2 separate regions of the Mus musculus genome follow, and region 2 is linked to region 1. The links are chromatin contacts, called in public HiChIP or PLAC-seq maps. All regions are on one chromosome and are shown on one strand. Each heading gives the region's core, a stretch centred on a gene start, on an enhancer-like site or on the middle of the called end of the contact. The rest is flanking DNA. Distances are from core to core; before and after follow the strand shown. Region 1 holds the start of Adgrl3 (adhesion G protein-coupled receptor L3). Region 2 overlaps Adgrl3 (adhesion G protein-coupled receptor L3).

The links. HiChIP or PLAC-seq counts read pairs in DNA pulled down with a chosen protein or histone mark.
Region 2: an H3K4me3 HiChIP or PLAC-seq map of craniofacial prominence shows a contact between it and region 1, with 2.8 times the contacts expected there. The contact joins the enhancer-like site here to the promoter of Adgrl3 in region 1. A contact is called at or near these places in 1 of 39 promoter capture datasets (hippocampal neurons), 1 of 484 Hi-C or Micro-C datasets (cortical neurons), 10 of 115 datasets of contacts at active chromatin or transcription factors (the NIH/3T3 cell line, a colorectal cancer cell line, craniofacial prominence and 5 more) and 2 of 9 other capture datasets (adipose tissue and pancreatic islet).

Annotation. Positions count from the first base shown.
Region 1 is chr5:81,017,135-81,023,924 of GRCm38.p6, forward strand. It overlaps Adgrl3 (adhesion G protein-coupled receptor L3), which reads left to right and starts at 3,618. Exons shown (of 27, transcript NM_001359828.1): 1 at 3,618-4,211.
Region 2 is chr5:81,220,879-81,227,668 of GRCm38.p6, forward strand. The region is part of intron 3 of Adgrl3 (adhesion G protein-coupled receptor L3); the gene reads left to right. Among named protein-coding and RNA genes, the nearest start is that of Adgrl3, 200 kb to the left of the region's middle. Within about 2 kb of position 3,828, at least 16 of the 459 cell types and tissues checked have an H3K27ac peak or open chromatin away from gene starts, as enhancers often do. A contact at or near this core is called in craniofacial prominence, where this site is marked.

The sequences.
Region 1 (6,790 bases), core at 2,368-4,867:
CAGATTTACTACCTGGAGAGAGAGGTTTAATCAAACGTAGAAGACTATGCTCATCATATCAAAAGTGACTTGAAAATACAGAGGTTGAGTTTAAAATATGGATAACTTCTGGAAACAGTGTAATTTGACACACAGCTAAACTACACATGCAATCAATACTCCTACTTGCACTGTGTTTAAAAAAAAATAAGCTGTTTTTATTACCTTTTCCCCCATCACTAAGTAGGATCTTTGAAATTCTTTATTTTTGGTCCATGTCCACATTGGCTAGCTAAGGAGTCTATAAGTAACATTTTTACTTATAGACTCCTTAGCTATAGCTATAAATTATTTATATTTGTCTTCCTGCTGCCATCACTAATAGTATGTAATATCTTTGATTTACTTCATACCTTATACACTTAAAAATATTCTATTATTTTTCTAAATAAATTCACTAAGCATATGGTAAATAGGAACTGAGTTGTTTCCATCTTGCTTCCTTTACAACTAAGAGTCTCTTGTCACAGTTTGCTAGTCTAGTCTTGGTGAAGCCCTTGTTTAAGTCACAAGTGAGTCCAGATGTCAATTTGTATTTACGTATCCAAGGGCGCTTATAAATGTCCTGTATTAAGGGAATAAAAGCAGCCATACTTGAGCCTATGAAAATCTACTTGGTCAGAACTCAGCCATTAAATCTCTTTGACTTTCTATTTCCCCCACTCCCAAATGAATTACTAGATACACAAAGAGCATATAATATATAGTATATTCTTTCCCAATATAGCTTGGAACTTACCTTTAAGAGAGCTCTTATAATCTGAGAAGATATAGTGACATGCAGCTAATTATTTGAAAAGAGACCAAAATAAGCAGGACAACATAGGCATTGTGGTAGAGGTACCATCACAGTGCTGTGTGAGCTAGTTAGCTGCTTAGTCACATTTTCGTTCCCCATGACAGCATGCCTATAAAAGTAACCTCATGGGAGGGAACGTTCATTTTGGCTTACAGTTTTGGAGGCCTCAGTCTAAGCCTAATTGTCTTTGTTGTTTTGATATTTACGATACAAAACAATACCTCTGATTGTATAACAAAACAAAGCTGTTCACCTCCGTGACTGGGATACAGGGTACTTGGTGGGAAGGTCCCTGGATCCTCTACAAGGTTCCATCTTCAAGGTTCTAACATCCTTAGAGCAAGCCAACCTCTTAAAAATTCTACTACCCCACAAAATCATCAGTAGCTGGAGACCAGCCTTTAACATAAAGTCCTTTGGTGGATACTTAGGATCCAAACTGTAGCAGAGAAGATAATGGCTATGGTGTGTGTAGCATATACCATATGTTACAAAGGCTTTTTCTCACCTTGGGATAGCTAAGAAAGGGGTTCTTTAGAAAATCTGGTGGGGGGGGAGGGTAGGGGGGACTTTTGGGATAGCATTGGAAATGTAATTGAGGAAAATACGTAATAAAAAAATAAAAAGAAAAAAAAGAAAATCTGGCATGTGAGTTGAGCTTTGAAGAATGAAAGAAATTCATTCTTGTGTCAGGGATGATCAGATAATTACGATGATGGTTAGCTTTACAGATCTGCTGGGGTTGTAGTTTCCAACTTGCAAATTCCCACAGGCCAGGAGATCATTATGACACTATACTGCCTCACTATACAGCCTCATTCAACTTGGGAGACCTGAATAGGAATGTGATGTACCTGTTGGTTTCATACAATAAATCCTAGTCACTAGACTATGCTTATATAGAAACTACATCCACAGTCCTTGAAGCGATAAAATGTTATAGGAGAGAAGCGGGGGGGGGGAGGGGGGGAGGAAGGAAGGAAGAAAGAAAGACATTTTTTAACAATTTCATTTACAAAAGCATCCCAAAGAGGTACAATTAGTTGATGAAGGTCACGTGGGCAAACTTTATCACAGCAGAAGGCATGGAGATAGAACCAAGACAGTTTTCTATATCCTTCATGGTAATTTTTATTGTAGTGAAATCAAAATCATTGAGTCTCTAGGTCCTATCTTTTCGTAGAAAGGTGTGCTTTCAATTTTGCAATGAACTTGTACATTGAGGTAAGTTTCAAGAAACATAAAATGGACTCAAAGCAGGCAATGCTTTAGAAGTCAGCACCCGCATAAAGAACACGTGGAGTAATCTGCACCTGAAAAAAAAAAAAAAGACACTGGCAGAACTCCCAGCCTGGTACCTCATTCACCTAGAGCAGAAGAGTGGGGGAGGAGGAGAACGGGAGGGAGGAAGGGAGAGTGAAGAGATTGAGTGGAGAGAGGGGGGGGGGCTAGAGATGAGTGGAAATGGAGAGCAGAGAAGAGAGAGAGAGAGAGAGAGAGAGAGAGAGAGAGAGAGAGAGAGAGAGAGAGAGAGAGAGAGAGAGAGATGCTCCTATCCAGGAGAGAGATACCCTTTGTCTGACAAACCCTGCAAGGGAAGCCTCCCTTAGCCGCCCCACGGTTCCCACCTCCAAGATTCTGCGGAGCGGCTAGGTGGAGCCCGCGCCCGCGGAGCCCTCGCGGACTCCAGATCCGGGTTTTGCCGGCCGCCCCTTTCCCGGCCTTGGAGCCCCCCTCCCTGGTCCTGGGAGCTCTCTCGCCCCGTCACCCCGCCAGAGGCTCACTCGGGCCTCGGCTGCGTTGGCCGCTGCGCTCACGCTGCCTGTCTGCGGGCGCGACCGCCCCCTCCGCCCGCTCGGCCCGCAGCGCTCGCTCCAGTTCCCAGGAGCGGGGATGCAGATGGCACGGCCGGGCCAGGAGGGCGACGCCGCCACCGCTGCCGCCGCCGCCGCTGCTGGCATCTCGCGGACTGCGCGCTGCCTCCGCTCCCGCAGCTGCTACTGCTGCTGCTGCCGCCGCCACCGCCTGTGACTCGCCCCCCCCCCTCCCCTTTCTTTCTTCTCGCTCTCTCTTTTATTTATTTATTTATTTCGTTGGCCTCAGTCTTCTCCCTCCGGGTGTGCGCGCGCGGGCTGCACGGTGTGCTGGGGCAGGAGCTCGCCCCTGTGTGTGCGCGCGAGGGGAAGAGCGTGTGCGTGTCTGGAGGGCGCCCCGAGCCTCAGTGGCTCCGGTGGGGAGTCCAGAAGAGAAAAAAATAAAATTAAATAAAATTAAAAAAAAAAAAAAAAGAGGACCGAAGCCGGCGGCCGAGGAGGAGGTTGGCGGTGACGGCATCGGCTCAGACCCCGGGCCGGGCGATGAAGCTCCCGCATGCCCGAAGCTACCCGGCCTGGCCGGCGAGCTGATAGGCGACCACCGGAGCTCGGGGCTCGCCCCCCGCGGCAGGCACGCAACCCTCGGCGACCCGGCGCCCGCTCTGCCCGCGCGTCCACGCCGTGCACCCGGCAAGGAGTTTGCGCGGCTCGCGCCTGGGCTCTCGGAGCGGGTTGCGGGCGGCAGAGCGGACCCTCTGCTGCCGGAGCACCTCGGGGGCAGCAGGAGGAGGACGGCGAGGAGGACTGGGCGGAGAAGCCACTACTGGTCCTCGCCGCTGCCCCTACCTATCCCCTCCCTCTCGCTCGGAGGCGGAAAGGGGAGGACGAGGAAGAAGAAGAAAAAGAAAGAGAAGGGGGGTGGGGTGGGAGAACTGGATATAAAGATCGGCTGCGGGGGGGGGGATGGTGGAAGATTTTTGGTCTCCTCAGCAGCTGCTTTTCTTGCGGCGGCGGCGGCGGCGGCGGCTGCAGGAGGAGGGAAAGCAGCTCTGGTTATGACTGCCGCATGTTAATAGCTCCCGCTTGGGTCCACCGGCTGCAGCGAGAGACACAGCCTGACTCCGAAGTTGTGCAACTGTGCCCTGAGAGAGACATTTGAACCCTCCTTCTCTTTGCTCCGCTTTTGCCCCCCTGGGGCGTGTGAAGCGAGGAAACGTAAAGGAAGACTAGCATTGGCTTTCCCGGCTTCCCCTTTCTCCATGGCTGTGTAGAAGAAGAAAGGAAAAGAGACACTTTTTGTTGTTTCTTTGACTGGGGTCTCCACCCTCCTGTCGTCTCTGCGGTTTGATCAGTCGTTGCTTGGTGTGACTGGGGTGTCTACAGTGGGACAGGTCCATCTTTTTTCTGTTTTCTTTTTCTTTCTTCTTCTTTTTTTATTTCTTCTTTTTTTGTGTGTGTGTGTGCCCCGGGGCTCAATGGATGGATTGTGGAAAACTGCACCGGGTTGCAGGTTGTTGAGCAACTGATGGGACCATCTCAGGGACCGGCGGTTACGAAAGGTAATTTATTCTTTGCACTCTTCATAATTGTGGTCGCCCTGGTCGGGCGCAGGCGGCGGCATCCGATGGGCTGGCAACCGAGGGGGTGCGGGGTTCACGTACACTCACCCTTCCACTCACACATTCGCCTTCGCACACTCGCCCTCATGCGCACACTCATCTGATCGTGATGCGGGGCGGGAAGGGAGCCTCCTGGCTGGTGGGCGCTGGGGTTTGGCATGGGTTCGAGGTTTTATCAGCTACTGGGCGATTAGGTGCCAGAGGGAGATATAGAGGAGAAGAGAACCAGCGCACTGTCAGTCGCACACGCCGGGTGACAAGAACGAATCCCACCCCGCGCATTTTCCCTGCCCTGTCACCCCAATGCCGTCCTTTAGTAGGGGCAGAAAGCAGCCAAGGGGGCGCCTTTTCTCCGCTAGTCTGGAGCAACACTGGACGTGGGAACGGGTTGGAGGACGAACAGGGACCGGGTGAGGAGCGCAGTTCGGGGTGATGGCGAATGTGTGGTGGTGAGCCTGGTTGATCCTCCCTAGACGCCTGCCTTGGAACATCCAAGGTGGCTGAGATTGCCCAGGTCGCGCCCCTGAGAAGTGGAATCGGGTTGCCTCCAAAAATCTCTCTTGAGTATCTTCCAGCCGGGCAGTTTGATTTCGACCTGAGTGCCTAGGCTTTGTTGAGCGATTTAGCTAGAGAAAGCTGGTCAGTTTCGTGAGTGTCACGGGGTTGAGCTGTGCCAGGAGTGAGCACCCAGTGTGGAGAGGATGTTCAATGGGTCGGGCGTCCGCGGCGCCGGGGTGCGGTGGGCAGAGCAGTGGTGGCCCTGGTGGCGGGTTACAGGTAGGCGAGCTTGCACCTGGGTGCTTCTCTTGGGAGATGGGCAGTCTCTGGGCTCAAGTGGAGCGCGAGGACCAGCACTGGACAGCCTCTGGTTCTAGCCCAGAGGAGGCTGCTGGGCATGCGGGATATCCAGCAATGCAGCCCACTGTTTGGAAGGGTAGTTGACCAGTGGTCGGCGTGCGTGGTATCTGTGTGTCTAGGATCCTGTGCGCTTAGGGTGGCGGGCAGACCTGTGCAGGGATAGGAGAGCTGAAGCTACTTAGGTCAAGCTTGTTCATAGAAATCGCTTGGGATCTGCTTAGCTGGAAAAGCTGGTTTGAGAAGGCCCAGAGGGCCCCCGGTGGGGTTGCGAGGAAGCCTGGCGGCAGGTTCCCTCTCCCCTAGAGATGCGTGCAATGTTTGGAGTTGCTGGTGCAGCGCTCCACCGTATCCCAGATTGGCCTTGATTAGACCTGCTAGAGCAGTCGCCTCTCGCAGATTTGCGGTAATCAAGTATAGCCCCCACAGAATCCTTGGTCTCCGGAATGATCTGGCCACATTCCTCGCCCGAACAGAAACGTGTGTTGCTTTTATCGATAGCCAGTGAGAGAGCAGTTGGGAGAACCGGAGGCTTGGGAGCCACCTCCCGAGTGTCTCCTCCCTGAGGCTCCCATGGCCCCAGACTGCAGTAGTTAGAGAACATTGTAAACAACAGTGTAAGCATCTTTGCCACTGTCTCCCTCAGAGCCGAACCTGCTGGTGGCTGTTGTGCTTACTTTCCTGGGTGGCTTACTCATTAGGAAGTGTAAGGCTGCTTGCACCTCTGATTTTACATCCTTGCAGCCAGCTGCCGGGGAAATGAGGAGACACATAGATTCTGGCAGGAAGGGAAAAAATGCCTTCTGTGTTTTGCTCCGAAGTAAATAGGAGGTCTGCTAATTTTAGAGTCATATGGTCTGTCTTCGCTAGTTAGAGAATGGTGTCGTAGAATCTGCAAGGAACCACTATAGTAATTTTTTTTTTTTTGCTTTTGCATTTGGACAGTCAGCTGCATTTGTCTATGAGATAACAGAGGTCAGGCAGCTCCCTAATTCATTTTTCAGTCTATAATGTACTCAGTGATCAGCAGTTCTCGCGCCCAATTTACCTGTATGCACATTACATGTAGAATTGCCCGTTGTTTTCCAGCCTCACGCAAAAGAGGATACCAGATCATTTGTGTAGGAAACAGGAGGATGTTTATGCTGAATTTCCTGTTAGCTTCGAGTTCTCTTCTGTTTTGCTTTGTGTTTTTCTCCCTTTAAGTAGTGAAGGGACGGGTAACAGATGTGCAGAGATAAACACTTCTTAATAAACTTAGGCTTGAAAGATAACTCTTTTTTTTTTGAAATGCAATAAGTAAAATACTTTGCACTACTGAGTCGTCTATTACTTCTGACTACTTTGATGTCTGTGCAAAATGGCTAGGTTCTAGTTTACTTTAAAAGAAAGAAAACACTTTGATTTAAGTGTAAGTTTTAAAGGTTCTGACCACAAAGGACAAGTACAGTATAATGAATTATTCACTCATGCCTAATTTTGATTAAATTATATTTTCTAAGACATTTATAGGAGATAAAGATATTTATAGAAGACAGTATACGTGACCACGACCCTTCTAAAACCACTTAGAATTATAGAATCTTGATTCCTATGTTTTTTTTTCCTTCTGATCTTTCTTGCGGCCAGGGGGGGGGGGGGTGTTGTGTGAAAGTTTCTTTACG
Region 2 (6,790 bases), core at 2,578-5,077, 200 kb after region 1:
AAACAGCACTTGAGCCTAGCCCTGTGTGTGGCAAAGGCTACTCATCTCATTAGAAACAGGAAGCAAAGTAACAGGAAGGGATCCAGGGTCAGGAATAGCCTTCCATTCAGGCCCCCCTGGTGAGCTACTTCTTCCAGATAGTACCTACTTTTTCCAGCTGGTGATGAAATGACCAACAGAGGGGATGCTTCGTTTTAAAGTTGTAACATCTCAGCCGTGTTCCATTCAGGATGTAAGTCGTTTCAACCATACCAGGATACTGATATCGCTAGGTAGCATGACGCTTCTCTGAAAATAGGAGAAAATACACTGGGTTTGTGTATTTTTCTACACAGAGATAAGAGAATAAGTAAGCTTGCTCTGTCACCGTATTTTCTTAAATCCATTTCTTAGAAAGGTTACGTCTCTTCACTGAAACCAAAGGAATAATGGTGGGGAAGGTTCTTCTTCCTGGTCTTTCTCTTACTCCAACATTAATTTGCAGGGGGAGGGGAGGGGGAGGAGAGGGAGGGGAGTGATCCCTGTCACAAAGGTGTTAGCCAAATATCTCAATCAACTTTGGTCATCCCAAAATACCATCTTGGTGGCTAAGTAATCGAAAACTATTTTTCTAAGCGTTCTGGAAGGTCGACAGCCCAAGTTTCAGCTGATTCAGTCCTTGGTGAGGACTCTTTTCTTGATGTGAATGCAGCTGCCGCCTCTGTCCTCACATGGCCTTTACTCCGTTAGTGTGCACATATTTTTAGAAAGCTGCCTTGTCCTTTTTGTATAAAAACACCCATCTTATAAGGCTTCACCCTATGACAAGATAAACAGTGTCCATTTTACTTCTCCCCCCAATTTTCCAACATGAGTTCTCAAAATGCTGATCTTTAAGTGAAAATATGCAGTTTACCTTCTGTTCTGTGCCTGACATTCCCGAGGACCTCGGGCTTCTAGAAACCCTCAGCTTAGACTCTGGCTGCCTGGACACCTAAATGTGTGATTAATTGTCTGGGAGATGCTTGGTCTGACTTCTCAGTCTCCGAAGGAGGAGATTTGGAAAATTGACTTGATCACCAATTACCAATTACTTAATCAGCCATTTCAGTACAATAAAGTTTCCATTAAAATCCAAAGGACAGAGTGCAAAGGGCTTCTAATTCAGTTAACATATGCTGATGCTGAGAGAGCGGTCGGTGCAGATAGCATTTGGTGCTCATGACTTCTTTGCTTAATGGATCTGTGTGCATATGTACTCAAGTGCCTGCACTCAGAAGTATGCATATTTGTGCAAATGTGTGTCTGTGTGTGTTTGATTTGTGTGTTTTTGTCATAAAACTCAACTAACTATGCAACTTTGAATCAGCTTTCTATCAAGTGTTTTTCTGAGTGTTGTTCAACAAGGTCTTTGAACCTAAGGAGGGTGATAAAGGAAACTTCTGCCATGTGCCTGTTCAATCAGAGGCATAAATGACATCTCAGACCTTTGCCTGGAATTTGAAGTTTGCTTGGGTAAGGGACAACTCTGCATGATGGACACCTTAACGGAGGAATGCGCTCTAAGGTTAGAAAGTGGGTCATATTTTCACTGAACTGTAGCATGGCCAGTTGTTAGATGGGAGATTTGGAGACTTGATTGTGTTAGTATAAACCTTATGCTTTTGGTGATTAGAAGTATCCAAAAATGAAGTAGTATGGAGAGAAGGATTTTATTTGTATGAACAGTAACATCATTGAACTTTAACTTTTCCCACAGAAGCTCTGTCTACACCTTCAGGCCCAGTGGGGATTGGAGCTACAACGTAGAAGTATTCAGGGTACTCGATTTCATCCACAAAAGCTACTCTGTGCAAAACTTTACTCTTTCTCTGTGAACATAACATAGGTCACAGTTTCTAGTGTTAGGATATTTACAGTTCATTCATGGTATAGACATGACTCAATTTACAGCACTAATTAATGTGTAATTTTAAGCCAAAATAACGTTTCCAAGGAAAGAAATACTCCTGAGACCACTATTATATTAAGGAATATTATATTTGTGCGCCATAAAATAAGAGAAAACTCACTCTTCTCTACAGGCTCAGAGCCCGACCTGGACACTCATGAGGTTCCTTCTGCAAAATGCAAAATGGTTGTGAAAAAAAACAAAAACAAAAACAAAAAACCATTTCCCTTTAGAGAGCATCTTTCTGTAATCCTGGGCTGTTAGTTACTTGAAGATGAATAGATTGCTTTTATTCTCAGTGTAACTTAAACTTGGTCTGAAGAAATCAGGACTAAGTCCAAGGTCAGTGAACCCTACTCTGTTCACCTTCAAGTAATCTACTGAGGAAAAGCACAGAACCATGCCACGTTACAGTTCGTTGTATTTTAATGTTTGTTATTGCAGAGATGCCTCTCTAAGTACTCCAGCTGAGAAGGGGAAAAGTCAATAATATGTGAATGTTTTATGTGTGCTCTGTTGAAGCCAAATCCTATGAGTAGTTTAGTACAATCAACACCATGTCACTTTTTGTCCTTTTGAAAACATGCCTTATAGTATCATCGAAAAGGGGAAAAAATAGTGACTTTAAAGATCAAGTGCAAACTATTAGAATAATAATTAAATTACGGTTTTAATTACAAAACTAAAATAAACTGTTTTTTGGGGGGTTTCTGATCAGATTAAAGTGTACTCATACTTTAAATGTAGTCAATATAAATGTAAGGCTATCAGAGAAAATGGTAGGATACGTTTAGTCAACCGGATATAAATAAAATTGGGATGAGGACTTTTTTGTTGGGTACACTTAACCAGAAATTCATTGCTAAACCCTTTCCTAGGTATGTATTTGTACCTGTGAAAGTATTTGTAGCACCTGCTGACATCCGTGAAAATACATGGAAAATTAATATTTGAAAAAAAATGTTATTTTTTAGGAATTTGACACACGTATTTTATCACGTTCACACTTTCCCCTGCTCCACAGCTGTCTCCATCACACAACCCATCCCTTTCGGAAGTCCTCCCATCCAGATGTTTTGGAGTTTGTGCTCCTTGCTCAGCCTGAAGCATTACAAACAAAGTCTTAATTGAAAGGGGCCATTATTTTTTTATAGTGAATGCATATTTCTGGCAAGTCAGGAGCTATGAAGCTTTGTGGGTTTTCGTGATTTCTTTTCAGTGCCTTTTGTGTGTCAATACTCAACCTTCATTGTAATTAGTATTGGGGAAATTGTGTGCCTTTCTTGTTAATATCTGTGATAAACATTATTATATTAAAGGTATTTGTCAACCCTTCATGCTGGGAACCTCGGCATGGGAACTAGATAATGCAGATACATACATTAATATACAAATGGGTTTATCCAGTCCGAAATTCATGATGACAATAATGCCTTTCAAAGTTACTTTGTTTTCCTACGGCGTGAAAGCTGTCTGCTAAGCTACAGCCAATATTAAATTATACTTCATTTATTTCAGCCGAGTTTAATCTCTTTTGGTTCTGAGATGAAACTAAAAACTGAAGATTATATAGTATTAAAATGATGAGATGTAGATTAAGAAAACCAAACAGATAAACATGATACAGGGACAAATTAAGATTTGGAGTCATAGATCTTAATCCTGATATTGTTGGTCCTCTGTTAAAAGCATCTTTGCAGTGAATGTAAAACTTTGGCTTTTCACATTGCTAAATGCTAAATTTCTGAATAATTAGCACTGTTCCTCCGCATAGTGGTCATCCACCACAGAAGAAAACATGCATTTTGATGTATGTGATTCAACATCTGGTAGTCACTAGAGCCCTACGCAAACCTGATACGCTTGCCAGATGTGGCTTATGGTTGTAATTATATTTTGTGTTGCTCATCTAAATGTGTTTGAAAGACGTCAGAAATATTTCGAGGAGTAAGCAGCTCTCAACAGTTTATAGAGTCAGTCAATGAAATTGTAAAAACAGCCACAATGAAAATAGTTAGCACTGATTGAGAGGGCCCCGAACACCTGCTATTTGCATATAAAATTGCTGTATTTAATTTTCTATATGTATCAACCCTGAGAACAGATTTTGTTTGCTTCTCCTGAAATAAGTGAGAAATGGAAAAATGCAGATTCTGTGCAAAGTCACGGAGATGAAGTGAGGAAGGCAAGCTTTGCCTTTAAGCTGAGGTCACGATGCTGTGTGAACACTGTATCCTCTAGCAATTGTGCTAGAGTTCCTAGCGTGACCTGTGACCCCAACTCAGAGAATAACCTGAGTATTTACCTCCACTGGGTCAAACATCCTGATTCTTACTGTATTCAGTTTGAGGTACGTTATGCTCTAACATTGCTTTGCAATGTGTTTAAAAGGCAAAAATGTATTGAAAAGGGAGACAATGAAGATGCTTTTTCATAGATAAGTTTTCCTTGGTTAACATACAAAGTTTATTCTTTCTTTGTATTGTTTTAATTGTTTTTGCTCTTACTTTACTAATAGATGATAATTCACTCTTGATTTTTAGAAAGAAAACGTTTTTGAATTTGTATTTGTATAGTTTTAACTTTTTCTTTTTATTAAGTTACAACACAATGAATAATGTGCTTAGATATTTGGCATTATTAAATATTGGAAAAACATTCATATAAGTAGGGACAAGTGGTAGAAATAGTATAGCTAATGATGTATTTATATAAAAGAAAATATTCAGCACAGCTTATTCAGCATGCCAGGTTAGCAAAAATATAAAACACTGTTAGTATTGTTCTTTTATAGGTGAACTTATCTGCTTTAATGGCCCAGTGATGTCATTGGCATTTCCTTCTGCTAATATCTGGGTGCCACAAGCCACAAATCATTCTGTGGTTCCAACTGTCATAAAAGCAAGTGAATGGTTTTATATTCCAACTAAGGTTCAAATTCAACATTTTTTAATTAAATATTGTGATTACAATTCTTTTAGCCTGATTCACGTAGACTTTATGGCATTCCTGTGGCATTCCGAGTAAGATAAATAATTATATATGTAATTCAACAAGGCTACTGTGTTTTAGCTTCAATGGTTTGGAGTCAATTGTCTAATTCAGATACAATGAAACTTTATGAGGTTTTATTAAAATTCTAAAAACTTGGGGTGGGGGAGATGGCTCAGTGGTTAAGAGTGCTGACTGTTCTTACATAGGTCCCGAGTTCAATTCAAAAAACCCACTTGGTGGTTCAATCATCAATAATACAATCTGATATCCTTGTCTGGTAAGCAGACATGCAGACAGTGTACTCATATACATACATAAATAAATATTTTTAAAATATCGAAGAATTAGTAGTACAGACAAATTGGGCTACTGTTTTCTATCTAGAAGCAAAAGGAAAGACATTGAAAAGTGTACATTAAAGAATTATACTCAGGTAATATGGCTTCTGAGAATATCTTTCTATGTATCCTTTATTATACAGAAGTATATAAGCCCTTAGTATATATAAACCTCTTTTCTTAAAAATCTATGAGAAAATCATCTGTGTCCTTTAGGATTTGACTAAAGTCTGAAAGTGCAATACCACAATCATAAAGTTAGTCTGTCAGTTTCCTTTCCTGAAAGCATTGCAGCTTCAAACCTTACAGTAACCTCATCTTCTTTACTCATAACATCTTGATGATGTATACAAGGAGCAAGAGAGAAAGGACTAGTGAAAATCAGTTTTCAGTTAACATTGATTTTCATTTTTCCTTTCAACAAGCCACTAGAATAGCTCTTTGACATGTTATAACCACTTGAAGAATCTGAAAACAGCAAGAAATTCGATCTCTAGAGATGGAGGAGACCAGATTAGCTCATGTGCCCTGCCCGTCTATAACCATTAATTTAACAGATGCACACCTCTGAAGCAATAAGTATAAGCATATGAGCTGTACAAATGTCCAAATGAATTCCCTGGGAAATGAATGCATAAATGATGGAATAAATAAATGAAAGGATTCTTTGTAAACCTGGAACTCAAATGTTAAAGACACGTTCTGTTGTAAACACCCTGAAGTGTATTTATGAGGAATAATAACCATTTGGAAAAAATAAGCATCTGAAGGTATGTGGTGGCAGTCTCTCTTATGTCGCTTCTGGGACACAAAGGTAGACTGGATGGGGACAAGAAGTGAAAGAAAAGAATGTAGAGAAGTGAGTTAAAATGAAATGCCTACTAAAGCTTACAGCCTTGTCTTATGATATTGACCAAAGTTTAACAAACTATACTGTGTATGTGTGTGTGTGTGTGTGTGTGTGTGTGTGTGTGTGTATGAGTTTGGAGTTTGTGTGTTAAATATCAGGTTAAGTGGAATTTTTTAATGTTATAATTTTGCAGTAACTTTTACTTTTTCTTCACTGAATCTCAAATTTGGTGAACTTATTACCATGGACCCGGTTGGCAGATTAAGACTATTTTAATCTCCTGATCCTACAGTGTGTATCTGTTACCCATGGGGATATTAGCTGCTCTATCCACCACCCCTAGTAATGACTGCAAACACTTGACTCAATTCTGGCTGAACAAAGATTGATTTCATTGTTCCCTGCATGAGAATTGGATCCAAGAAACCCCACATCTATTTCTCCTACTTATTGGGAAATTATTTGGACTCTGGCCATATATGCAGTTTAAAGGCTTATGGAAATGGTTCTTACTCAAACAGTATTTAAGTTGGAAATGAATGTTTGACCCTAGATTGTTTATATAAGGTAAAATAGCCAGTAATTGTACACTTAAAACCTCTTAAGCCTAAAGACATATGATTTAGACAAAACTTCAAATCAAAGTTTAATTTTAATTTTTTCCCTCAGAAATTCAGT